7 separate regions of the Mus musculus genome follow, and regions 1, 2, 4, 5, 6 and 7 are each linked to region 3. A link is a contact called in public promoter capture Hi-C data. All regions are on one chromosome and are shown on one strand. Each heading gives the region's core, a stretch centred on a gene start, on an enhancer-like site or on the middle of the called end of the contact. The rest is flanking DNA. Distances are from core to core; before and after follow the strand shown.

Region 1 (3,805 bases), core at 192-2,691, 2.8 Mb after region 3:
GCTAATCATTAAGTAGCTTGTCAGAAGAGCCCCAAGAATTCTTTCCTAATTCAGTATATAATCTAGTGTTCCCTACGCATCAGATATCTCCTCAGAGGGAAGCCAGCAGCTCAAGTGAGTTCCCAGGAAGGAAGTCAGGTACAGCCCCCTCCCTAGCACTTGTGCACCCTAGGTCATATGAAGGCGCCACGGAAGAAACATCTAACTAGCAGCCACTTTTGTTAACAAAAGGCCATGCAGGAAGACAGAGAATTGTGCTGTTTTGTTTACCTAAGTAGTAGAGCCAGAGGCAGCTGATGGGAGAGTTGGAGGCAGGATTGGTTTCCTTGGGCTCCATTCCTACCCATTTCCTGATCCTCTGGACTCTTTTCCCATGTACATAAATCTGATGGAGGGAAGTAACAATTGTCTAAAACCGAGTGTCATAGTTAGGGTTCTAATGCTGGGAAGAGACACTATGACCACAGCAACTCTTACAAAGGACAACATTTATTTGGGGCTGGCTTACAGGTTCAGAAGTTTAGTTCACTATCATCCCGGCCAGAAGCATGGCAGAATACAGGTAGACATGGCGATGGAGAAGGAGCTGAGAGTGCTGCGTCTTTTTTTTTTTTTTTTTTTTTTTTTAGACGGTTTCTCTGTATAGCCCCGGCTGTCCTGGAACTCACTCTGTAGTCCAGGCTGGCCTCGAACTCAGAAATCCACCTCCCTCTGCCTCCCAAGTGCTGGGATTAAAGGCGTGTGCCACCACTGTCCGGTTCTTTCTTGATTTTAGTCACAGAATAAGATAACTATGTTAGAACATCTAGATTTTGGTTTTTTTTTTTAAATAAACAATCTAGAGATGATTTAAAACAAGAATATCTCAGCACTCAAGAAGCTGAGGCAAGAGGCTGGCAAGTTCAATATCAGTCTGGCTGCATTTCAAGACCCTGTGGCAAAACAAAAGAAAAAATAAAGCATATGAAGATTGTGCGTGGATTATAGACAAAGTTTACGCCATTTTCTATGAGACTTGACCAACCAGGGACTTTATATAAGGAGTGGGAGTCCTGGACCCAAAATTCCAGGAACCCAGGTATTTGGCCTCCATAATCTGCTCTAGGGAGCCTCATTTCCATATTGCCTTTGACACGCAAAAGTGGTTTCTCTTAGCTTCTTCGTGTTCACATTGCTGATTACAAACTGGGAGTCAAAAGACCTGTGATACCTACCCACGCTCTGCACCTGAAGAGCAGAGCCATTTTCAAGTAGTGTAGAAGGGCAACTGGACTAACCTGAGCGCCGAGGGTCCCCTGTGTTGCGACCTCCAGCCTAAACTGAATCACCCTGGTCAATCCGAACGCCTCTAGAGGTCGCCAGTCGCCAGCAGGCGCCAGAGATGCGGCAGAGTTCGCGCGGGAGGCGGGACGGGGCAGGGCGGGTCGTTAACCTAAGTGGGAGGGGCTCCGGGGCGGGTCCCCGTGCCAGGTGCGGTTTGGTCCTCCCAGGGCGCCGTAGGCGGTGCATCCTTCCGGCTGCAGGGGCAGAGACAGCCTCTTCTCTAGACCGCAGGCGGGCGCGGACCTGAGGCGCTGCTGCCGGGTGGTCCTTCCTGTGTTGTCCGCGCCCTGGACCATGGCGGCGCTGGCGGGTAAGAAGGGCCCATTCCGTCCAGCCCGCCGCTCGCGGGTTTCTGGCTGTCTGGTTTTTCTTGGGTCCGGAATCCTCAGCGAGAGCCTGGCAGGGTGGGGAGGATCGAACACAATGGTTCCCTCGGGACTTGAAGGTCTTGGGACTCTGGAAGTCCGAGCGCAGTCGTTCTAAGACTGAGGGCTCCTTGCGGCCGGCGCGTGGGGCGAATTCCCGCGAGGTGGATCCTCGGATCTGCAGACCGGGCAAGTCTCCTGGCTAAGGAAGCCGAGGCACCTGAGATTCTGAAATATGGGAAGTACAGGGTCTTCCAGAGTTCAGGACTTGAGATTCCGAGTTATCCTGGGTTCTAGGTTTTCTGTAGACCCAAAGTTCTCGAAGGTGTCTTTGGACTCTGGGATTGGGAGGAGTGGTTCCTAGAGATAGAGTATGAGTGTGGAGTTTATGATGTGGATAGGAAGACATCCGACCGTTCTTCCTGAGGCTCAAAGACCTCTGCCTCCTGTGGAGAACAGCTTCAAGTCTTCCTAGAGACTAGTTGAGTCCTCGCGTAGTCTCTGATGCCAGCAGATTAATAGCTCCGCACCTTGAGGGGAAGAGTTGAGTGAAGGAAATTTCAGAATTGGCTTAGCTGGGCCTGTAAATCCCTTCACGAATCATCTTGCAGCTTCCTGCCCCGCGGCATCATGAACTTTCTGCCGCCTTATTCCCAGCCACCGGTGTGAGTGGCTCAGTTTCTGGGTCTACCAGGGTCGACTTCCAAAAGTTTTCTAGAAAGGCCAAGGGAGAATTTTAGGGGTGGGGGAGGGACTGAATATGTGCCTCCACTTCCTGGCTTTGGGCCGGTGGACAGTCACTTCCTCCATCCTGAATTCAAGGACCGGGCCGCCAGTGGGTCACTTCCTCACTACGGGAACATGGAATTTCAGACCTTATTGGTGATAATATGCTCTGGAGAAGGAAAGCATGGAGCGGAAATTCGTCTGTCTCTTCCCTTAATTTTTTTTCCTGGCTGGTAGTGGTGATTGCACACCTGTAATCCCAGACTAGACAGAGCCAGGAGAATTGCTTGGTCTGTGTGTGGCGTACTAACTAGGTCAACCTGGACGACAGAATACGATCCTGTCTCTAAATAAATAATTTTTTTAAAATTGAGTTGGATGGGATGTGGTTCACTTGGTAGAAGGCTTGCACAAAGCAAGGGGTTTCATCCCCAGCACTGCCTATACCTGCTGCATGCCTGCAATCCCAGGTCGAAGGAGAGTCAGAATTCAAAGTCATTCCTCTGATATGTAGGGAATTTGAGGCCAGCCTGGGTTACATGAGAGATACGGTCTTTCTTTTTTTCTTTTCAACGAGGCTGGAGAGGTGACTCAGGTTAAGGGTGTGCTGTTCTTGCAGAGGTCCCTTCTGGTTCCTGACACCCAACTCAGTGTCCTATTCCTCCAGCTCCAGAGGCTTCTTCAGCCCTCTGCAGGTCCCTGCAGTCCTGGAGCCCATGCACACTCACATACATAAATAAAGTCTGCTCTTAAAAATTAAACACGTGGCTTTAGAGTTCTTCAGTTCAACCGATTTCCAGTGACTTTTCATTTATTTATGTATTTATGTATTTTTGAGACAGGGTTTCTCCGTGTGGCCCTGGCTGTCCTGGATCTGCCAGCCTCTGCCTCCGAGTGATGGGATCAAAACTCTGCATCCCTGCACCCAGCCTGGTGACTTTTTCTAAGCACTATTGGTTCTCAGTTTTGAACCTTGATGATCAGGAATTTGTGCATGAGTTTAGTCATTTTTGATTTGTGTGTGTGTGTGGTGCTAAGGATCAGTCCAGGACCTCACGCTAGCTAGATGGGCACTCAACCACTGAGCGACATCCTCAGAACCTTTTAAACTTACTTTAATTTTAACTCATTTTTTTTAGATTACAAAACCTTCTTATATGTGTGTCTGCATGTCCACACATGTACCACGTGCATTGTACCACATGCATGCCTGGTGAGTGCAGAGGCCCGAAGGTCCTCTTGATCTGGAGTTACTGATGGGTATGAGCCACCATCTGGGTGCTGGGTGTTGAATCTGGTTCTCCACGAGAGCAATAATAACAACTAATGCTATTTTTTTTTAACGATTTATTTATTATATGTAAGTACACTGTAGCTGTTTTCAGACACAT
Region 2 (3,562 bases), core at 179-2,678, 2.9 Mb after region 3:
CTGGAGAAACCTTTCCCACAGCTCTGGCAGATGTACGGTTTGCCCACTGACCCATCATGGGACCTCACATGGTACGACATTCGGTCTTTTCTCTTGAACCGCAGACCACACACCGGGCACGAGTACGGCTTCTCCCCCGAGTGGGAAAGCTTATGCCGGTTGAGATGGTATACGTCACGAAAGATCTTGCCACAGATCTCACAAGCCACTTGCTTCCTGGTCCGGCTCCTTTTTCTGGGGCCATCGGGGTCCTCGGAGATGGGTAACCCATTCTCACCCAGCCTTGGAGGAGGAAGATCGATATAGCCCAACTGGAGGCTTGTGACGCCGTGCTGGGCCTCATGTTGCCGGAGCCGGTTGGCGTCAGTGAACACCTTCCCGCACAGGCCACATGGAAGGATGCCTGCTTCCCTCAAGCCCCCTGGAGACCCAAACATGGAGTCCAGCAGGTTGGCCTTCCTGGGGCGTCCCCGGCCTCGCTTGCTAGTTAGTGGAGGTGCACTGGATGCCACATTAGGGAACGGAGAAGTCAGTAGTTGGGGGGATAGGGGTCCAGCCACCATGGGCAATCTGTCCACCCCGGGTAACACAGGCAGAGAAGCTTGGCCCGCAATAGCAGCACCTGTGGCCCTGGCAGCCTCCTCCTCGGGCTGCATACTGCCAGCAATACCGTTACTGTTGGCTGCCATGGCTGCCCCGTTGGTCATGTCCAAAGGGAAGCCCAAGTCAGAAGTCCCAGGTGGGCGAAAGAGCATGATATCAGCCCGGGCAGGGGGCACGAGGATCTGCACGTTGGACTGTTTGATTACTTCCTGGCAGATCTCGATGACCGACCTCATCAGCAGGAACTTGGCGGCCGTCATGAGCTCGGGGAAGCTCTCTAGGCGCACAACGATTCGGGACGTATAAGCGAAGTCCAGGATGTCTCCGAACACTTTGGAACTGATGGTGTGCATCTCCAGTTCGCGGCTGCCTCCAGCTCCGCCGCCTGGAGCCGCCGCCGCGCCTCCCACATCAGCAGGACCACCATCTGCAGCTCCGCCGTCGCCTAACTGGGCGCTGAACACAGACTCAAAGTACTCGCTGCAGGCAGCCAGTACGGCGCGGTGCGCTGGGAAGCTCTCGTCGCCTACTCGTAGGAGCACGTCGCAAAAGCGCCCGCCGTTTTTGCGTTGTTGGTTCAGGTTGTGCAGCATCTCCGTACTGTGTCTGCTCACCTGGTAGGTGTAGCAGCCCGACGGACCGCAAGAAGCGTCGTTGACCCGCTCCATGGTCGCTGCCCCTTCCCCACTCGCCGGGCCGGGCACCCGCCAGTCCCTGGTCCCTTCCCTTAGGCAGCGAGACGCCTTTTGCAGCGGACCACTCACACTCCCCGCACGTGCGGCCCAGGGCTCGGTAGTACTCTCAGGTGCGCCCAGCGCACACGCCCCCTGCTCTAATAAAAAGGGCTAGACCCAGCGGGGCACTGCCCCCCACATTGCCGCCCTTAACCTCCGCCGGACCCGCGTAGCACTCCCTCTCCGCCTGCCCGCCTCCCTCTCTAGGTCTACCTTCCAGGGGTAAACGAGCGAAGAGGTGCGCCCCTCCTGCAAACGCAGCTGCCACCTCCCCTCCCGCCCGCCAGGCGGCGCCGGCGCGCGGCCAAAAGGCGCGCGCGCGCGCGCGGGGAGGAGGAGGGGTCCGCCGCGCAAGCGCAAGCGCGCGCTCCGAGGCTTTTCCCGGGCCCACTGGGGGCGCGCGCTGCGTCCCCTGCAAAGCGCGAGCCGGGGTGGGGGCGCCGGAGCAAAGGAAACAAAAGGCGAAGGCGAAGGCGGCGGTCCGCGCGCACAGGGGCGGTGGCGTAGGCCGAGTCTTGGAGCCCGGCGAAGGCGGCGGCCGAAGCGAGCGGGTGGCAGTAGCAGGGTGGGCCCTTTCCCAAGCCAGGCACGAGTGGCGGCGGCGCTGCGGCCCCAGGCTCCGTGCGTTCGGAACGGAGGAAAGATGGCAGCGGCTGCACTTCCTCTTGCACTTTCACCCCTGGGGGGAGGAGAAGGAGGGGGCGATACCAACAACACCCCCCCCCCCAGCTTGCAGAAAGAAAAAAAAGCAGCGAGCTCGGCGTGGGGGGTCTCGGTCGCCCCGACTCAGCACGTGCGCATCCGGCTCCCTAGCTTGGGCCGCCTAGCGCTGCAAACTTTCCACTTTCTTTGTGCCGAACGCCCCCCCCCCTCACCCAGCGGAGGATGCACGTCCCCCATTCCCTATTTATACAACCCCCCCCCCTGCAGCTCCGCTCCGCTCGCTTCCTGCCCCCACTCCCCAGCTCCGCCAATGCTAGCGCAGCCTGATCCTCCGCCTCCCCACCCCGCCCGCGGGGCCCGGGGCTGCAGCCTCAACCACCCCCCACACACCACCACCCCCCCCCCGACCCCGGCCAATACGATCTGAGCGCCGAGCCAGCAAACCAGCTACAGCCGCCCCTCCGCTGCCCGCCCAGAGTGTAGGCGAGCGTGCGGGATGGGCAGCCAGAGCCTGTGGATCTGAGCCCCCCAGCCTACCTTGCGCACCCGCAGGTCGGACGGGCATCAGCACCCTGCCTAGTTCTCCTTTGATGGCCGAAATCCCTAGAAGTCGGCTGAGACCTCCCGCTCTGCTGCCCTAGGAAGGAGACGGGATCCCGATCCGACGCAGGCGGAACCTTCTGCCTGCCTCACACTGACCGAGGCAAATGCCCGGCACGCCTGGATAACTAGAGATAGGTCGTTTTCCCCACCCACAGCTACTTGGGCTTTGTGCCCCAGGGAGCGTGAAGTCACAAGCCAGCTCAGAGAAGGGACAGTATGATGGCGATGGACAAAATCAACGACCCCTGCATGTCCCAGCAGTTTTGTAAGAAAACTAGGGAATCCAGAGATCAAGAAGCCCCCTCGATCTTCCCCAAGCCAGAAGCTTGCTTATTAGCCCTTGCCGCCCGGCAAAATGCCGGCCACTTTGACCACGGACCGTGCGGCCAGGCTAGAGCGCATTGTCCCTAAGACGCCTGAGGATGCTATTAGGCGAGGGTTGCACACAGGTTCGTCTGCTTGGGCTGTCGCTGAGCTATTGGTATCAGAGACTGTAGGCAAAGCACGTGTACTGGCGCGAAGTTCCCACAGTTGCGAGAGGAGCGAAGCACGTATTCCAAACTTTGCACGGCTCCAAACTGAGCGCTTCCATTAAATGTAGCGGTGTGTGTGGAAAAGCATTCTGGGTATTACCATGCAAATGAACGGGACCAGCTTTCATCTCGGCTTGGGGTTCCCACCAGCGTGCGCCTAGCCTGTTACTCATCTCACTGAGGCTTTTCGGCATGGCACTGTAAAGAGGACCCTAGTTCAAATCCTAGACCTGAGCGCTCTCGTTATGTCTCGGTGCCAGTTACTTGGCTTCTGTGAGCCAGTTTTGTAACCTGTGCCCCGGACAAAGTTGAGAATTCACCCTCCTCAGACAGTTACACTCCAGATTTCCTGAATAAAATGAGGAATGAGGCTTGAGGAAAATTCCCTTACCCTAAAGAAAGACCTGTCCCCTTAAGCCCAAATCC
Region 3 (3,800 bases), core at 1,288-3,787:
CTGTAGCTGTCTTCAGACGCACCAGAAAAGGGTGTCAAATCTTATTACGGATGGTTGTAAGCCACCATGTGGTTGCTGGGATTTGAACTCAGGACCTTCCGAAGAGCAGTCAGTGCTCTTAACCGCTGAGCCATCTCTCCAGCCCCATCTTTGAACTTTTGAACCTGGTTTTTCCTATAAAAAGCCTGCCCTGAGGACCGGCTGGTGCCACAGTTAGGTTTTTCCTTCTTGTGGACCTAGATGTCCAGTATTATGCTGTGTGTTCAATAAACTATTCCTGTTTAACTGAAATTGGTGTACGTATGGTTTGTGGCAAGTCTCAGACCCCGACACTGACATGTGATGTGTATGGTTATTTGCAAATTAATAAATTTAAGCATTAACTTTCAGTATAGTAAATAATGATGAATAAAACATAAAAACTGTTTGGATTGTCAACAAAATTTTCTCATCGTCTGTGTATGGGTGTTTTGCCTCTAGGCATGTATGTACTTCATATGTGCATGCAGTGTCCTCTAACGTCAGAAGAGGGTAGCAGATTCCCTGGGTTTATAGATGATTGTGAGCCACCATGTGGGTGCTGGGAATCAAATCTGGGTCCTCTGGAATATCAGCTAGTGTTCTTTGTTTTTGTTTTTCTGAGACAGGATTTCTCCATGTAGCCCTGGCTGTCCTGAACTCTCTTGGTAGACCAGGCTGGCCTTGAATTCATAGAGATCTGCCTACCTCACTGGCATTAAAGGTGTGTGCCACCACCAACTGTCTGAGCCATCGCGGTTGCTCCATGGGTTCTTGAAACAAAATTTAAGATCATAATTTTTTGTTTGGTTGGTTTTTTTTGACACAGGGTTTCTCTGTGTAGCTCTGGCCGTCCTGGAACTTACTCTGTAGATTAGGCTGGCCTCGAACTCAGAAATCCGCCTGCCTCTGCCTTCCAAGAGCACGATCATAAATTCTAAGTTGAAAAAATTTACATCAATTTATCTGTATGGCTTTACTTAAAATTTGCTAAGGCCCAACACTATTAAGTTATTTGTTAAGCCTGGAATGTCTCTTACTGGAAAAGCATTTTCCTAACATGTTCAAGACCCTGAGTTTGTCTCCTAGAACTACAAGAAAACAAAAGTAAAATCAGTATTTTGCTCTGTGTGGTGGCATATATCTTTACTTCTGCACTTGGCAGGCAGAAACAGGCATATTTCTGTGAATTTGAGGACAGTTTGGTCTATACAGCGAGTTCCAGGGCAGCCAAGGCTGCAGAGTAAGACAATGTCTTTTAAAAAAGTTAATTTGTAGATGTTAGTTAGTCTAGTAGAGATGAAATTCATTAAAATCTTTTTTGTTGTTGTTGTTGTTTTTTTTCCGGTCAGGATCTCCTTGCAGAGCCCAAGTTGGTCTTGAACTGGCTATGTGGATGAATAAACATTTCTGGTTCTGTCGCCACCTTCCCAGTGCTAGGTTTACAGGTATGGGTTACTACACAGTTTATACAACATTCAGGACACATTAGTCACACATGTGGGTTACTACACAGTTTATACAACACTCAGGACACATTAGTCACACACTTTACCAATTTAGCTACATTGAATGAAAAAAAAACAAAAAGGAGGACATGATGGCTTCTAGGTATGGTGGAGGAGGTTTATTGTAGACAGGAGGGAGCAGACAGCCAGAAGCAGAGGCATCTGGGAGAATTCAGGGTGGAAGTGGCTGTAGAATGAGCTGGGCCATGTGAGAAGGGTTAGGGGAGAGGGTAGAAGAGACCTGGAGTCAAGAGGCCAGGAGACCAAGAGGCCAAAGGGTAAAAAGGACCTCATAACCAAAATGGCTGGGTTACATAGGAATCAGAGAAGCTTGGGGAGGAAAAGGCCAGCTCAGACTCTGGACTGGAGAAGTTTAGGGTAGAGGTCAGGATTAGTATGCCAGCCAGAAGGATCCTGTACCAGAAGGTACTGAGGGAGACTGGTGGCCAGAGTCTGCTTTGATATTTTATTAGGCATCTCAGCCATTTGTCTTCGGTTTGTGACCTAGCATATGTTCCTAATCTGTCTGTCTTTCGTCTCCCCCCAACCCTCTTCTGAGACTGGGTTTGACTCTATAGCCCAGGTTGGCCATGATTTGGATGCGGGGATTACAGGTATAAACCACAGATTGATTGTGTGTCAACCTTACATAAACGTTTTCTTAAAATGTCTATATGCACGTATTAGTAACGGCACGTGTATACACACATGCTATACATACGGATGCACACACACATATTTACAGTATCATACTTCTTTTTTTCCTTCACTGAGCTTTTCACACTTTTCTTGTCCTTTCAAGTCACCTTGAAATCTGGTGCAACCTTCTGAGTTTCACTCATAGCTCTGTTAATAGGAATTCCATACAATTCTACAATATTCCTTTTCCGTTCCCTCCGCTAACAAACAAAATGTGGTATTATAAGAAGGCGCACCAGACACCTACGCAGGAATTCAATCCAGAAAGAAGAAAGGCTCCCAGACCACGTGACACCTCCAGGGACTACGTCAAGTGGCCGTCACCACAATGCTTCCGCCCTCTTCAAACATGGTTGGCAAGCGCTCTCCGCATCGTGACCATGGTTATTCTTGCATGTAGGAACCGTACTGAGCGCATACCAATCTCCTTTAGGCAAGTGTCGCGGCGGAGGAGATCCAGCAGAGCCGCAAGAACGACGATCGGTTACCGCCGGTAGTAACAAGCGCGGACCGGAAGTTCCGCGTCTTCGCTGTCCGGGGGGAGCCGTTAGGCGCGCACGCCGGAAGTGGCCAATCAGCCGGTGTGAGGCGGTGCCCACTGTGTTCGCGTCCCTCGGGCAGCAGAGCCATGGAGCCCGGGGCTGCTGAGCTTTATGACCAGGCCCTGTTGGGCATCCTGCAGCACGTGGGCAATGTCCAGGACTTTCTGCGCGTGCTCTTCGGCTTTCTCTACCGCAAGACCGACTTCTACCGCCTGCTGCGCCACCCTTCGGACCGCATGGGCTTCCCGCCCGGGGCCGCACAGGCCCTGGTGCTGCAGGTGAGGTGGAGAGAGGCGGCGGGCCGTTGGGGTCCAGCAGGTCCTTACCCCAGTTCCACCTCCCAGCGCCAGAGGTGCCCCGGCTCGCGTCCTACGTCTGGGAACTGCGCCACTCCGTAGCCCACCCTTCAGGGTTTGTGATTCTCTCTGGGGTGCCACCAGGTGATTTGAGTAAATGGCCAGGCGTTATCTGACCCACGGATCCGTTGGCAGGAATGCGCTTCTTTGGGTACAGGCTGGGTTTGTGCGGGAGATGCTTAGGTGTTGGACCTGTCAGCCTGGGTTTGAGGGCCTCCCAGCGCCCTGTGGGCATCCCCAGAACGGTGCAAGGGGCTTGTTAGGCAGGGTTCAAACCGTGCAGGCTGTAGGAGGAGGACTTTCACAGCGGGAGAAACTAGTAGATTTCAGAATTCCCGGGCTCGGAGGTGGCAGGAATGACTGGTATGTATTGATTGGTGGGTGTGGCCTCTTGCCAGTGACTTACTAAGTTGGTGGACAATTGTAATGTTTACGAAATTTACATTTGGATTAAAATTTATATGTCCTAGGTTATATTTATTGTTTTTGAAGCGTTACTAATGACTGACTCAAGTTGTTTGGACACCTTTTTAAAAACTGTTTTCTTTCGAGACAAGATCTTGCTGTGTAGCCCTGGTTGACTTGGAACTTGCCAGGTAGATCAGGATGGCTTCGAACTTATGGTCCTCCTTCCCGACGCTCCCGCGCTGGGATTGTTGACATTGTTGAGTTAGTAA
Region 4 (3,838 bases), core at 1,149-3,648, 2.7 Mb after region 3:
GTGATGTTAGGGTGGCATCTGGGATGAGAGACTTCCACATGCATCTGAGAAGACTGAGCAGCCTTCGTGAGCCCGCGTTCCAGGGAAAGGGACCTCCAGACTGGATGGACAGCTGGAGAAAATAAACCACTGTACAGATGTGAAGCTGGAGCCGCGCTGTCTGCTCGCGTGATGACGTCATTTCAGAAAGCACAGATCAGGAATAGGCTCAGAATAGGATTCCAGAACAGGGGCCAGATAGCTCAACGGTCCCGAGTTCAAATCCCAGCAACCACATGGTGGCTCACAACCATCTGTAACGAAACCTGACTCCCTCTTCTGGAGTATCTGAGAACAGCTACAGTGTACTTACATATAATAAATTAAAAAAAAAAAAATTCCAGAACAGAGCAAAAGGCTTCCTCCTTGCTACACCCTCAGAGACAGGACTTTTGAGGGCCAGGCCACAGTACTTAGAGACTCACATACTGAAGCTTGTGTTGTCAGCGGGTGGAAATCAGGATATAGGTCCTAGCAGCTGGAACTGCTGGCAGTGTAAGCACGACCCCAAGTCATCTGAAGGGGCTTCAGGACTCTAACTGCCTTTGGTCCCTCGGTGATTAGAATGGCCAGAAGTCCCCAGAGGGTACTGAGGAGTCCCCAGGACCTCCAGCAAGCCAGTCCACTGTGCTTTGCCTTTGGCTAGCACAGCTCCCCAGGGACAAGGTAGGGACTCAGGTCTTGTCCTGACTCAGCCTGGTAAACTGTACTGGGATCCAATGTAACAGGAGATAACAACAATAGCAACAACAAAAGATACATCAAGATTAACATGGACAGGAAGTCAGTTTGTAGAGAAAGGGCTGTAAGAGACCATGCACCAGTATGGTGGATACTTTTTAGGGACTTTGCTCAGCTTACTAGCCCACTTCCATTCTTGGGTAGTTTTGTTTTTTTATATGTATGAATGTTTTGTCTAGAAGCATATATACTCACATGTTCATGCAGCACCCAGGGAGGCCAGAAAAGGGTATCAGATCCCATGAAACTGGAGTTAGGTAAGGTTGTGAATCACTATGTGTGTGGTTCCTTGGAATCAAACCTGGGTCCTCTGGTTCCCCGTCTTCACAGCTGAACCATCTCTCCAGCCCGTTTTCACCTCCCTCCCTTCCTTCCTCTCTTCTCTCCCTCTCTCTCCCTCCCTTCCTCCTACTCTCTGTTTTTTGTTTTTGTTTTTTTGAGCTGGGTTTCTCTGTGTAGCCCTGGCTGTCCTGAACTTGCTTTGAAGATCAGGCTGTCCTGGAACTCACAAAGATCTGCCTGCCTCTGCCTCCCAAGTGCTGGGATCAAAGGTGTGCACCGCCAATACCACCTGTCCTTTTCCATTTCTTGATAAGTTGTCTAATTTTATTCCATGCCTAGTTTAAAAGGTGTGACCTTTTCTCCATCTTCTGGCAGCTGTTAGAGTTTTCAACTAGCCTTGATTGCTTTTTTCAAACTCTAATAAAGTTGTCCTGAGCTTCCTTTGAGTCTCTTCTAAATTCTTGTATTAATGATACTAAGAACCCCCCAAAGAATCTTACTTTTTCCAGGAACAGAAGGAGGAGGAGTATTCTGACCGATCCCTCAGGTCCCCCACAGGTGGAGCTAGAGATTGATAAGGTCAAGGACTCTGGGGAGAGGATGCAGGCTCACCTGCCATCTGGCGTTTGGGCTTTCACACTGGCAAGCAGAAGCTGAAAGCCATCCAGTACAGGATACAAGGCCGGTGTGCCAGCCCTACCTCAGCTTACACACAGGAATGCTACTGCTACTGCTTGTCCGAGGCAGGACGGAAGTCCCTTCTTGTTCTACAGAATGAGGTGTGCCGGCTCTCCACCCCCCACTCCCCCCACCCCTGCAACAGCACAGCTATGCAGCTTTGTAGGAGCTGCACAGCAAAATCACTCACCTGCACTGAGCACTGTTGCACTGGACTCACATGTTTTTATATATGGAAAGCTAAAACACCAATTTTTCTAGTTATTTTTAAATATAATAAATGCACTTGCTACTGTAAAAAAAAAACAATCCCTCATTGGTTACAAGTTCATCTAATTAGTTTTAAAATAAATTACCATGTATTTATTAAGTGTCTCTGTATACATGTGAAGGTCTGATGACAACTTGCCAGACTCCTTTCCTTCCACCGCTGGGTTTCTGGGGACTGAACTAGAGTTGACAGGCTTGGCAGCAAACATCTTTACCTCTGAACCATCTCATGGGCTCCAATTAGTTATACTCTTATTACCTTTATTATTTTGATACTGAAATTTCACAGATTTGGCTAGTAGAGTCTTCAAGAGAGCTCCTGGGTCGTTTTGCACATTCTCATCCATCACCACTGTTAGCATTCCTTCTAGGCTCCGCCCCACAGTTACCTGGCAACAGCGAGGTATGCCCGGCTTACTATAAAAGGGGCTGTTCGCCCCCTCCTCTCCCTTACTCTTTGCCCCCTTCCCCCTCCGCCCTCTCTCTTCACGCGTTCCTGGCCGGCCTCTCTCCCTTCTCCTCATTCTCTACTCCCTTTCCTACTCCACTTCCCATGCCTCCTCCTCCTGTTCTTCTTCTTTATAAAACAGAACAACCACTGACCTTACTTTCTTGTACAAGGCATTCCAAACTGGTATTTCTAGAACTGGCTTTTTCATCCGCCCATTATTTTTGCGACACGGTCCCATGTATCCCAAGCCTGCTTCGAAAACGACATTGAAGTTCTGACCCATCACCCGAATGAATGCTATGATTAGCTGGCGGGTACGCACATATTTATTCCCACGTCTTCACGCGGGCGAGGCGAGCTCGCCCATCCACCGAGCTGCCTTCCCTCCTCTTCCAGCGCTAGGAAACCCTACGGAAAGACCAGACGCCCTCCCCTTCCTGTCCCGGGGCGGAACTTACCAGCCGGGCGCCTGGGCCGGAGAGCAGCGCTGCACACCAGCCTTTTCCGGCTGGAACCGGAAGTTGTTCTACTAGAGGCGGCTCCGCGTCAGGTGACCAAGTTCCCGGTAGGAGGGGTCGGAGGTTCAATCTTTCTGACTGACGCGTCTCTAAGACTGGCTCGGCTACTCCGGGACGGGGGAACGGACAGCTGGCGTCGCTGGCGCTCGCTCTACCGCGGCGGCAGGTAGGTGACGAGCTGGGACGGCGGGCCCGGGAGGCATGGGACCCCCTTCCCAGGCTCAGGGATCTGAAGCCAAGGGCCAGGAGTCATCCAGTCTGGCTCTGTCCAGGTCCCAGAAGGAAGGTCAGACTGGCATCCGTGGGTACAGATTGGGCAAACTAAGGCCCCAGAAAAGGGAAAGAAGGGTGCGCACAAGCTCCCCTTCCAGACGGGGCTCGTCCTGACTCCCGTAGCCTCGGGGGCGGGACCGCCTCTCTCGTGGGTGGCGATTTGGTGGAGTGGAAAGATGAGGAATGCGGTGAACAGATTTGGGGTGAAGCGTAGGAGACCTGGACTTGAGTTCGCTGCCTGCAGCTCACTGTGCGTTCGAGGCCAAGTCTTTGACCTCCCTGAACCTAGTTCCCACAGCTGTACAACCGGGCACAGCTGTCTCAAAAGCGTGGGCCTCCACAGCACCTGCTCCGAAACCCTCCGGGATGCCGGCTCTCCAGCCCTGGGCTTTTCCCACAGCTTGTTTCGAATCTGGGTCTGGATCCTAGGAAACCTTATTTTGAACGTTCTCCTCTGGAGTCCTACTCGTGTTTGAAGCCTGCTCATCCGAAGTGCGGTCCCGCTGTGAATGCGGTACTCGATTCGAGGCAGCTGGAGCCGGCTCGATTCTATGAAACTTCTAGCTTAGGAAAGAACGCCGGAGGA
Region 5 (3,754 bases), core at 52-2,551, 2.9 Mb after region 3:
AGAAAGTATGCACCCGTGTCCAAAGCCCAATTAAACAATTACACAAAGCAAATGGTCGGTCCCTCTATGTCCCTCATCATCAGACCCATAAACAATTCTCCCCTCAGGGTTCAGGGGGATCCTCCCGATCTAAGTGTCATGAGTGAGTCCTCGGCATTACAGGAAAAACCTTCCTATGGGAACCATTCTTTTACCTCCCTTTTTCTTTTTTTCCCTTTTTTATTTTATTTTTTTCCCAGTTTTTCGAGATAGCTTTCTCTGCCTTGACTGTCCTGGAACTTGCTCTGAAGACCAGGCTGGCCTGGAACTGAACTCAGAGATCTACCTGTTTCTGCTTCCTGAGTACTGGGATCAAAGGCGTGCGCCTCTATCATCTGGTTTATCTACATTTCCTAGAATGTACTTTCTGGCATGGTGTGTGGTAGTCGAGGGTTGCCTTGAACACAGGAGATCCTTGGTCTCAGCACCACCAGGAGACACACTCCGGTACTTTTTTTTTTTTTTTTTTTTGAGACAGGGTTTCTCTGTATAGCCCTGGCTGTCCTAGAACTCACTCTGTAGAGCAGGCTGGCCTCGAAGTCAGAAATCCGCCTGCCTCCCAAGTGCTGGGATTAAAGGTGGGTACCACTACCCTATGCCTCTCTAAGTGTATTTCTAACAAACAGCCTAGAGAGTATAATGATAAAAGGCACAGTTCTATTTGTCCATCTGACAAATTCGGGACTCACTTCCAGTCACACTACGCTTTAGTGGCTGTAACCTTATTTTACACAATAAAAATGCTTTTATATTTATTTATGCATTCCCTTCTAATTTGTGCTAACATAATTTCCAACTTTTCAACATGATAGCTTCTCCAAGTAATGGCTCTCTCTGGAAGAGCTCATTCGATCCACTAACTGTGGCTCGTTGAGTGCCACACTCCTTCTTTAGGGTTCCTGGTAAACAAAGGATCCCTCAAAAATTGTGCCCCCCACCCCTCTGAGTCTCTCTACAACCCCCCACCCCTCTGAGTCTCTCTACAACCCAGGAAGCCGAGGTCTGTCCTGATGAAGAAAGGGAGCTTCCAAGTATCTGCGCGCACTCTGATGGTCGCCGGGTTTAGGTGCACGCTGGGCACGGGAGTCGAAGGGGCGAGCGCAGGTCCGGCGGGGTGGGGCCGAGCTGCGCGCGACCCTCGGCGCGCTCCGGGAAGTTGGCCCGAGCGACCGCTCTGGTCACCTCACTGCGGGCTCTATGACACCGCGCTGGCTGGCGGGACAGGGAGGAGTCGGCGGAGAAGGCGGAGACCGCCCATCTCCGAGAGCGTCGGCGCGGACTTCTCGCGGAACCGTGTCGCGAGCTTAGCAGATCCCGCGCTTGCGCGCTGCAGTGGTGGCCAGAGGCGCGGCGGGCGCGAGAAGGGGGACCTAACCAGTGTGGAGGCTGGTGTGGCCTTAAGCCCTCCGCCACCATGAGCGGGACCTTAGCGAAGATCGCGGAGATCGAAGCCGAGGTAAAAGGCGCAGCCGGCGCTTCTCTCCTGGCCCTTCTGCGGCGCTGCGGCTCCTCCGGTGTTGCGTCCGCGGCGTCAGGGCCTGGCTTCCACCCCTGTGCCACCAGCTGCCATCGCCCCCGTAGTCTAAACCTGCGCTGCCGCAGCCCCGTCCCCATGCAGCCCCTTCCCTCAGTTCCTCGGGCCTGGGCTTCTCAGCTCCCATCCGCCAGCTCCGTCTCTGCGCAACCTCCCACATCCCACACCCAGCACTTGCTCCGGTTTTCGGCGCATGTCTCGACATTATTTCTGTTTTTCTTGCTTTTTTCTCTGAGCCACACGACTTCTATATCCCAGACTCCGTGATCCGATCACGGGCTTTGAGGTCTTGTCCCGTTATTCCTTGCCCACTTGCCACTCACTGGTGGTCCCCTTTTACACGCCGTTGGTTGTGACGGTAAGATCTGGGAGTAAGTAGATTGTACCTGGATGGCGCGTCATCCCTGAGACCTTCAGGGCTTTTTAAAGTCCGTAATGTGACACCCTTCTTTTAGATTGGGTACCGTAGAAACGAATCAGCAGATGCATTTTAATTCCCTCTGTGGATAGAAATTCGAATGACCGTGGGTCCTTTCACGTTGGGTCTCGTTTGTTTCTTTTGTGGTGAAGAGAATGAACTGGAGAGGGGAGAGGGAATTCAGTTTATTTTTATGTTTCTGTGTGTGTGTGTTCAGCATTACTTAGGGGAATCGTTCTGTTCAGTCATGGTTTCTGGGATTGAGTTTAGGTCTTCCAAGTTTGGCAGCAAGTGCACTTGAGTGTGTCTATCTGGCCCTGGATTTTTTCCCTCTCTCCCTCCCTCTACCTCTCTCCTTTGTTTGGAGACAGGGTCTTGCTACATACTTCTGGATGTCAGGGATCCCATTGTGTAGATCACGCTGGCCTTGAACTCAGACAGATCTGCCTCTGCCTCCAGAGTGCTGACATTAGCCAGGCTTGGTTTTTCTTTTTAAAAAATACTTAGTTGCCTGTATCCTCTTCAGTCTGCAGTTTGCTGGATGCTCGTGAATATGAGCCATTTGGTCTTCCCCTGAAGCAGTATTTCAATAGACAGTTTGTTCACCTTCACCTCTATTGTGGGCGTCTAAGGATAAAAAATAATTCTTAGGTGGAGCTCAGGAGGCCGAGGCCAGTGGTACACTAATGAATTCAATGCCAACCTGGTTTACATAATAAGTTGTAGTACAGTTAGGACCACATAAAGAGACCCTGTGTTAAGAAAAATTAAAATGGTTACACTGACATTAGAAAGCCAAAACATATTCTCAGCTTCTGGGAGCATTCAGGACTTTTCCCCTGGAACGCTGCAGAGTTTATGGCTGTGATTCTTCCCTGATAGATGGCTCGGACTCAGAAGAACAAAGCCACAGCTCATCACCTTGGCCTGCTTAAGGCTCGCCTTGCTAAACTTCGAAGAGAACTCATCACTCCTAAAGGTGGCGGCGGCGGGGGGCCAGGAGAAGGTTTGTAGTTCCATGTAATATGTGTGAATATATAATATGTGTGTGTAAAATAATACAAATATCTAATGTGTGTATGTGTGTTATATATTCATATGCCCATAGACAATTTTTTTTTTGTTTGTGTACTTCTTATCCTGGAACTTAACTATAAAGTCTAGGCTAGCAGTGAACTCCACAGAGTCCATTTGCTCCCCAAGTGCTGGGCTTAAAAGTGCACACCACTGTGTCTGGCTTCCAAGAATGCATTTCTGTGTGTTTATGTGCATAGGAAGACCAGTCCTTTTTTTTTTTTTTAAATTGAGATAGGGTCTTACTTATCCTGAAACTCATCAGTTCAACTAGACTGGCGATCCATCAGTCTCTGGAGACCTGCCTATAATGCAGCAATGGGATCACGGGTGTGTGCTGCTGCTACAGGGCTTTTTTTACCTGTGGGTGTTGGGAATCCACAATTAGGTCCTCATGTTGTGTGGCAGGCACACTGATTACTGAGCCATCTCCTAGCCCAATTTTTTGTTTTTGTTTTTGTCTTTTGAGACAGTGTTTCTCTGTGTAGCCCTGGCTGTCCTGGAACTCACTCTGTAGACCAGGCTAGCCTCCAACTCAGATCTGCCTGCCTCTGCCTCCTAAGTGCTGGGATTAAAGGCGTGCGCCACCACATTAGGTGTAATTAATGTTTTGAGTTGGGTGGTGGTGGCTGGTAGTGAGAACTAGAGGGTAGAGGAAGAAGCCTGATATCAACTTCCAGTTTATGCAT
Region 6 (3,661 bases), core at 1,139-3,638, 2.7 Mb after region 3:
ACTGAGTCTCCGAGAAGTCCGAGGCCATGCATAGGGCAGAAACAGCATCAAGAAAGCATCACGTTTCTTGCCACTCGCTTGGCCCCGGGTGCAGGCTCCGCCCCAGATGCAGGCTTGGCTCCAGGTGCAGGCTCGGGCCCTGTCTGGGGCAGAAGAAGCCGGAATGGCTCAGGGAACCAGGCTGCCAGCTTGGTAAAACCATCATTTTTGGACTTGAGCTTTGGAGCAAAATATTGCCCTTGGCCCACGAGATGTGTCTGCCCCTCCCCCCAACTCTGCCAGGAACGGGGTTGGATGTGGAAGAATCCAGAGCTTTCCTCTTATAGCCCTTTGGAGGCCTGGAAGCCAGTCGGTCGGTCAGTTCTGCAGCTTTTACAGATGAGCAGACAGAAACTCAAGCCTCCCAGGTCCTCCCAAATTCATTCATCCTTCTCATCTGGCTGTTCCCAGATAATACCACCCCTGTTTCTTATTCTACCCACATTCTGCTCACCTCCTTTTCTTACCCACAAGCCTCTCAGATTTTACTCTTCTGAAAAATGTCTTTCCATCTGATGACTTTCTTTGTACTCATCTTCAATGATGTTTAGCATCCACCTCCGAGGAGCCCTCCAGGATTTCTTCCATCTTAGAAATAACAAGGGGAGGAAAGGTGCTCTGGTTCTAGGCAAAATTCTGCGATAATAGTGCCATTACCACCTTGGGTTTCAACTTCCTTCTTGTAGAATCCGACTGTCTTGCACAGTTGTTATCTTGGCAATCTGACTTTCAGTGCCTGCTGTACATTCACGGGACGTTTTCTCTTCCCTGCCTACATTATAAAGTTCTCACCACTTGCACGGGGTCGCCCTTTGATGCCTAGATCACCATCACCACCACTACCAGATACCTTTTTACATGGCACCATCCCTGGCAAGAAGGAAAAAAAAAAAAAAAAAAAAGGCAAGGTAGGTCAGTCTGGAGACGGGCCAGGGCCTGACAAGCGGTAGGGTGAGGGCGCACAGCGCTAAATAGACAATCCCGGAAACAGGCACCCACCTCGGCCATTCATTGATCTCAGCCAGCGCGAGCAGGCGGTTCACTGGAGCAATCGGCTTCCCACTCAGGTAGGGAAGACTAGGAAACCTCCACAGCCGGCGTCTTCGTCGGTTTGGCGCATTTCTTCTGCCTCCCCCGCAAGGGGCTTCCTTCTCTAGGTCTTATTTTCCAATATATAAGGTGAGAGGACCACCTCTTGGGGCTGTGGGAGGAAACAAAAAGACTTTAAATGGACACAGGTCCTCTCTTTGGGTGTGTAAAGGTTGGTCTTGGAGAAATCTGAGTTGGAGCTCTCTGAGAGACTACAGGAGCCAGCTCAGCCCTACCTCAGTTCCACATTATAGTGTTAGCAGAGATTAGAATCCCTGCTAGGTGGGATGAACCTCGACTCCATTACCCATAGGCTTTTGTCTCATCTGTATAAGGGAACAGTCAAATCTCATTAAGTTGTTATGGATATTATAATCTGATACACAACACACAACACACACACACACACACACAAGAAATACGTTGGTGCTTTTATGGTTTTTATTTGATTTACAGTTTTTATTTATCAAGCTGGACTCCAGACTTTATCTGCCCAGGCTCCACCCTACTTTTTTCTTAGGCAAGACCAGTAGGGCGGCTCCACAGCCTCCAGGATGACAGGGAAGCTTTCCCTCCAGGGTCTGAGCTCTTGGGTCTCCTGGTTGACTCTTTGTATTGTCTCCTTGGGATCTTCAGTTTCCCCCATTTGTTGAGTTGCGAGGTTCATACTCCCTATTTAGAACTTCGGGGGTCTCAGAGGCAGACTTTAAAGAATTTGGGAGAGCATGCTACATATATGAGCAAGGAAGGTACGATATGATTGATCCTGCTCCATCTCAGATGTCCTGGGCGACTCAATAATTGTCAAAATGCTGCTGGTCACCCAGTCTCCTTACCCTGAGGTGGCACAGACCAGGTGTCCCGAAAGCGCCCTTTGAGCGTTGAGTTGACTGGGCAGTCTGTGTACTAAGGCGCCTAGTGGGTGGAGTCCGGAGAAAGGATGTGGTCTCAAGAACAAAAAGGAGGGCAGGGAGGGGCTGTCAGGACCGCTCAGGGCTTACAGGATCCCAAGATACTTATTTGCCCGGTTTGTGGCACATTCCGGACTTTGGCTTAGAGCCTGTATCCTGGTGAAGCCCACCCGAGGATGTCTAGGACCTCGCAACAGCAGTCCCCAAAACTACAATACCCAACATGCCTGTACAGTGAGGGGCTGGAGTCTTTTGGGGGCGGGTCCTAAAAAATTGAATTTTCCCAATGGGACCAGAGCAGGGGCGTGTCTCAACAGAGAATTGGCTGGGACAGCTTGGCAGGGCGGAGCCAGCCATCTGGCTGGCGCCGCGGGACAGGCGTCTGCAGCAGAGTCCAGGGTACGTTGCTGAACCGGCCTGGGCTCCTGGGCTGCGGCTCCTCCCGTCGGTCTGCCGGTCTCTACTGCATCTACCGGGTCCCGACCAAACTAACACGAAACTGCGCCGGAACGGCGGGCCGGACTGAGAGGTGGGTATGAGGATCTCGGGTCTACTCTAGGAGTCCGGATGAGTCCGGGGAAGGGGGTGTGAAACCTGGATGTCTGGACAGGGATTCTGAAACTCCCAGGTCCGGGAACCCTAGCCAAATCACGAGAACTCCAAAGACACATGGTTGAAGTTCTGAGACCCTGGGGAAAGAGTCTTGAAGAGACTCTATGGACTTGGAAGAGGCTTCTCGATCCCCAGAGACACTAATCTATAGGGAGCTGATACCTCGAGGAATCTTTCCCAGATCCTGACCCATCTCTCGCAGGGCCTTAACAATCCCCAGGACTGAAAACTCTGTAGCATGAAGCCATGAGAATGGTGGCAAGCAGTGGCAGGAATTTCTGAGCAGACAGTCCCGAGTATCACCTAGGTTTGGAACTAACAACACCCTTACCCAACATGAAGAAGCATAGCATGTCCACAATACTTAAGATTGGGCACTGGGGAGGGGTAGTTACCCCAGACAGAGTATCTAGACTAGGAGGTAAAGACTCTAGCAGTGCCTTCCAACTCCAACTAGTGCGCACTGGGACTCCCCCAGACCCATTCACCGGATGGGGTGACTCACACCAAGTGACTGTTGTAGAGAGGGAGTGGATGATTTCGGGATGAATCAATGGAGGTGGGGGGTCCAGAGGCCATTTCAGTCACCACATTAGCAAAACATCCAGGTGTGCTAGACCATGGAACCACAAATTCCAGAGACACTGGGGACTCCAGGAAGGAGTGATTTGGGCTAGAGACTGGCACCAGATTTAGGAATCCATTTTGACGGTCAGTGGTTGAACAAGAAACAAACAGCCTGGAGTCTTGGGCAGCATCTTGGAAGGGGACTTCAGAAGGCAGAAGTCACCAAGATTTGTGTTAGGTTCTTTCTGCCCTTTGAGTCTGAGTTTTTCTGACCCCCTGTGATGAATCTTTGACCATCTCCCATCCTCTCAGTTTGCCTGAAGTCCAGAGGTTGGGTGGGTCAGCTTCCCAAGGCCCTTCCAGTTGGAAAGTGAACTGTGAGTGAATTCTGAGTGTGTGAATGGACAGGGAGAGAGGGACACCTGGCTCCCCAAGGTCAGGTC
Region 7 (3,398 bases), core at 279-2,778, 2.3 Mb after region 3:
AACAGACCATACCTCTCTCTGCAGCACAGTCACTAGGGAGAGGTTCTTTTTTTGCTTCCCAGCCTCCCTCAGAAGTGTTTCCTGCACCCCTGGCTTCGCAGGGAGGTGGGCCCCTCATACAGTAGGGCTCAAATTTGAGGGGTGCTGTGGGAGGCATAGGCTGCTCTGAGATCTTGAGTAGACCCTAAGGAACGTGAATGAGCCCTCTACCCCAGTGATATCCTCCTTGAATCCGGGCCTCCTGGCTCTGGATCCACAGTAAAATACAGTCTGATGTTGAGACAGGTTAAAATGGGTTTCTGAGGCTAGAGAGATGCTCAGTGGTTAAAAGCATTTACTGGGCTGGAGAGATGGCTCAGCAGTTAAGAGCACTGACTGCTCTTGAGTTCAATTCCCAGTAACCACATGGTGGCTCACAACCATCTGTAATGGGATCCGATGTCTTCTTCTGATGTTTCTGAAGATAGCTACAGTGGTGTATGCATATACATAAAATAAGTCTTTTTTTTTTTTTTAAAGCACTTACTGCCCTTGCAGAGGACCTAAATTTGGTCTTTAGCACCCACATAGTAGTTCACAGCCACTAGTAACTTCAGATGCAGGAGATCTGATGCCCTTTTGGCTCTGCAGGCACCGGCCATGCACATGGTGCGCACACTCACATGCAGGCAAATCACTCATCCATATAAAATATCTAACAAAAAAATTGTTCAAGGAGCTGGAGAGATGGCTCAGCAGTAGGAGAACTGGCTGCTCTTCCACAAAATCCAGGTTAATTCCCAGCACTCACATGGCAGCTCACAACTGTCTGTAACTCCAGTTTCAGGGGATCTGATGCCCTCACAGACATCCATGCATAGTTACAGATAGACAGACAGGCTAAACACCAATGCACATAAATCTTTTTAAAATGGGCACAGAAGTGGGCAGAGGCACCTGCTTGTAATCTCAGCATTCCCATACAGACATTCACACCACTAATAATAAACAAAAAATTTAAATAGGAAGAAATGCTTTTTAATTCAAAGAAGCTTAGTGGATAATGGATTAAAAATCCCAGAGGAATATAGTTCACTGAAAGCCCAGATTCCTCTTCTTAAAAAATGTGTGTGTGTGTGTGTGTGTGTGTGTGTGTGTGTGTGTTGGAGGGGGGAGGGGAGAGGCTCATTCAGTTTCCCTCCCATAACTCTTCTTGGAAAAACTATCTAAATGCCCCAGATTTTGATCCTTTCCCTGGAAGTCTCCTACCTACACTCTCTGCCCTTCAACTTGGGTTACTCAGCAGAGATCTACGGGTTCCCGCGGGTATCAGACTCATCGGAGGCAAGTGTGACAGTGTAGATTCCTGGTTCATCTGGGACAGAGATCTGATTTAGGTCTCAGGTGGGACTGGCTTATTTTCACCTGAATTTCTTTGGGAAGGGATTAGGAACGCTTGCAACAGTGCGGAGTCACGACCACCAGAGGGCGCTGCGGGCCGGGCTACACAGTTGCGCTTTGCGATCTTGTTTCTCTAGGCAGGTTGTCATCCAGGACTTGTTTGACAACAGAGCCGGGTGAGGCCTGTGCAGGTGAGCGGGAGCTTCCCCAGAAATCCAATTACCGGAAAGAGTCCAGGATGGACCTTGATTCTTGCTCACGCGTTGGGCTGGGAACAGGTCCCTGGGTTTCAGCTGCTTACCCTAACCTGAATTCAGGTGGGAAACCCGGGAACCATCCAGGATTCTGCTCCGTGGGCCTCATGAAACCCAGCTGTGAGTCACCTCGGAATGCCTAGGGAGCAGCACATAAAGTCGGCTAGCTCGGGATGGATGCCGGCCCGCTGTACCCTGCTTCCCGGAGCTGTGGTTAGCTTTGGTGATTCATTTCCCCTTCTGCTGCCCCAGAGGGGGCGCCGCCCTGGTTTGAGAGGGGGAGAAAAGATCTGGAGTGGAATGGAGGGGGAACAAGATGAGGCAGCCTTAAGGGACCACGTGGTCTAGCTCCGTTGAATTCCAAGATCTCAAGGAGACCTTTGTGGTCTGGGATCAGGTGATGTGGTATGTCTCACTTCAACGCCCTGCTTCTCGACGATGGCAGACAGCTTGGGGACGGCTCTGCAGAGTGCCCAGGGTTTCCAGCACTGGATACTGGTCTTTTTAAGGAAGGCTCTACTTGGCGCTGGAGACAATCCGGATTCCGGTTGGTGGCTGGTACAACCCACACTCTCCACTAAGGGATTCGCGGCCGCAGCTGCGCAAGCCAAGTCGGGAGGCGCAAAGGCTGTGGGAGGGGCTAGACGTCCGCCGGGCTCCGGGGCTGGTACTCGTGGGCGGGGCCCGGGCTGAGCCCAACTTTCCGGGTGGAGCGCAGCTTCGGTAGCGGCGGAGAGGGCAGGGCCGGGAAGCGCTGAGCCGCGCGGGACTCGGGAGGGACTAGAGCCCGGCGCCCGAAGCTGCCAGATCCACCGCGGGAGCCGAGCGGCAGCCAGAACAGCCAGAGCATCCTGAGAGGCTGCAGCCAGTCCGAGCTCGCGATTCCGCGTCCGCCGGCCTATCGGCGTCTATTCCCGGTCCAGTAAAAGGCTAAAGGGGGCTGGGGGAGGGGAGCGACGGCTGCAACCTCCGTTCCCACGCTCGGAATATTATCGACCCTGCCAGACCTGGTCCGGGCCTGAGCACCAAACACGCAGGCGGTCGGGGTCAGTCAGTGACCTCATCCTGACAGTCTGGGGACCAAAGATGGAAAAAGACAAACGGATTCGGTGTGAAAGCATCGCGTGAGCTTAGGGCGCGGAGAAGAGAGAAGGCCTCCCCTGGTGCGGGAGGTGCCCAGGGCTTACGAGGCCTGGGTGGACACCAGCCAGTCCGGCATCTTAGCAGCCACGACCTTCTTCCCTGACCAGAATTATCGGCTGGCTCAGAGTCTAGCACCTGAAGTGTTGCCCTCTCCTGTCCGAGGAATCAGGACCAGGCTCAGCGACTCCCTGGAAAGCCTGCCTCCTGCCCCAGCCCCACTGGTGCGGATGTGCCGCTGCCCACTGGAGCACCATGAAGGCATGATGACCTCAGCCGAAGCAGTTGCTGTGGCTGGAAGTGCCCAGGAGCATGGCCGCCCCAAGTGGCCTCCGGACAAACCCCAGGTCCTTGGGCAGCCTGCTCCGGCGAGAGTGGTTGTGGCAGCACTGGTGTGGCTGTTGGCGGGAGCCAGCATGTCAAGCCTCAACAAGTGGATCTTCACAGTGCATGGCTTCGGACGGCCCCTGCTGCTTTCAGCACTGCACATGCTGGCAGCCGCCCTGGCATGCCACTGGGGGGCCCAGCGCCCCGTGCCGCACAGCATCCACCGTCGAGTGCTGCTGCTCAGCCTCACCTTCGGTACCTCCATGGCGTGCGGCAACGTGGGCCTGAGCACTGTCC

The links. Promoter capture Hi-C pulls out the DNA fragments that hold promoters and counts their contacts. Capture Hi-C pulls out chosen DNA fragments and counts their contacts.
Region 1: a contact with region 3 is called in a promoter capture Hi-C map of liver, with 9 times the contacts expected there. The contact joins the promoter of Limk2 here to the promoter of Nudcd3 in region 3. A contact is called at or near these places in 2 of 39 promoter capture datasets (embryonic stem cells and liver).
Region 2: a promoter capture Hi-C map of adipose tissue shows a contact between it and region 3, with 7 times the contacts expected there. The contact joins the promoter of Patz1 here to the promoter of Nudcd3 in region 3. A contact is called at or near these places in 1 of 39 promoter capture datasets (embryonic stem cells) and 2 of 9 other capture datasets (adipose tissue and liver).
Region 4: a promoter capture Hi-C map of erythroid cells shows a contact between it and region 3, with 15 times the contacts expected there. The contact joins the promoter of Rnf185 here to the promoter of Nudcd3 in region 3. A contact is called at or near these places in 2 of 39 promoter capture datasets (erythroid cells and liver) and 1 of 115 datasets of contacts at active chromatin or transcription factors (stem cell-derived neural progenitor cells).
Region 5: a promoter capture Hi-C map of adipose tissue shows a contact between it and region 3, with 6 times the contacts expected there. The contact joins the promoter of Drg1 here to the promoter of Nudcd3 in region 3. A contact is called at or near these places in 2 of 9 other capture datasets (adipose tissue and liver).
Region 6: a promoter capture Hi-C map of liver shows a contact between it and region 3, with 4 times the contacts expected there. The contact joins the promoter of Smtn here to the promoter of Nudcd3 in region 3. A contact is called at or near these places in 1 of 39 promoter capture datasets (liver) and 2 of 9 other capture datasets (adipose tissue and liver).
Region 7: a contact with region 3 is called in a promoter capture Hi-C map of liver, with 6 times the contacts expected there. The contact joins the promoter of Slc35e4 here to the promoter of Nudcd3 in region 3. A contact is called at or near these places in 1 of 39 promoter capture datasets (liver), 1 of 115 datasets of contacts at active chromatin or transcription factors (astrocytes) and 2 of 9 other capture datasets (adipose tissue and liver).

Annotation. Positions count from the first base shown.
Region 1 is chr11:3,406,874-3,410,678 of GRCm38.p6, reverse strand. Limk2 (LIM motif-containing protein kinase 2) reads left to right here and starts at 1,441. Exons shown (of 16, transcript NM_010718.4): 1 at 1,441-1,633. The coding sequence starts at 1,618. Gm51879 (a long non-coding RNA gene) reads right to left here. Exons shown (of 2, transcript XR_003949624.1): 1 at 1,278-3,805; 2 at 1-932.
Region 2 is chr11:3,288,323-3,291,884 of GRCm38.p6, reverse strand. Patz1 (POZ (BTB) and AT hook containing zinc finger 1) reads right to left here and starts at 1,428. Exons shown (of 4, transcript NM_019574.3): 1 at 1-1,428. The coding sequence starts at 1,271.
Region 3 is chr11:6,199,188-6,202,987 of GRCm38.p6, reverse strand. Nudcd3 (NudC domain containing 3) reads left to right here and starts at 2,537. Exons shown (of 6, transcript NM_173748.5): 1 at 2,537-3,045. The coding sequence starts at 2,854.
Region 4 is chr11:3,451,516-3,455,353 of GRCm38.p6, reverse strand. It overlaps Rnf185 (ring finger protein 185), which reads left to right and starts at 2,398. Exons shown (of 7, transcript NM_001290472.1): 1 at 2,398-3,145. 8430429K09Rik (RIKEN cDNA 8430429K09 gene) reads right to left here and starts at 2,917. Exons shown (of 4, transcript NR_028317.1): 1 at 2,614-2,917.
Region 5 is chr11:3,264,010-3,267,763 of GRCm38.p6, reverse strand. It overlaps Drg1 (developmentally regulated GTP binding protein 1), which reads left to right and starts at 1,301. Exons shown (of 9, transcript NM_007879.2): 1 at 1,301-1,495; 2 at 2,874-2,997. The coding sequence starts at 1,454.
Region 6 is chr11:3,538,019-3,541,679 of GRCm38.p6, reverse strand. Smtn (smoothelin) reads left to right here and starts at 2,388. Exons shown (of 20, transcript NM_001284427.1): 1 at 2,388-2,568. Gm11946 (a long non-coding RNA gene) reads right to left here. Exons shown (of 6, transcript XR_001780145.2): 3 at 1,965-3,661; 4 at 1,039-1,240; 5 at 494-909.
Region 7 is chr11:3,912,794-3,916,191 of GRCm38.p6, reverse strand. It overlaps Slc35e4 (solute carrier family 35, member E4), which reads left to right and starts at 1,528. Exons shown (of 2, transcript NM_153142.3): 1 at 1,528-3,398. The coding sequence starts at 3,005.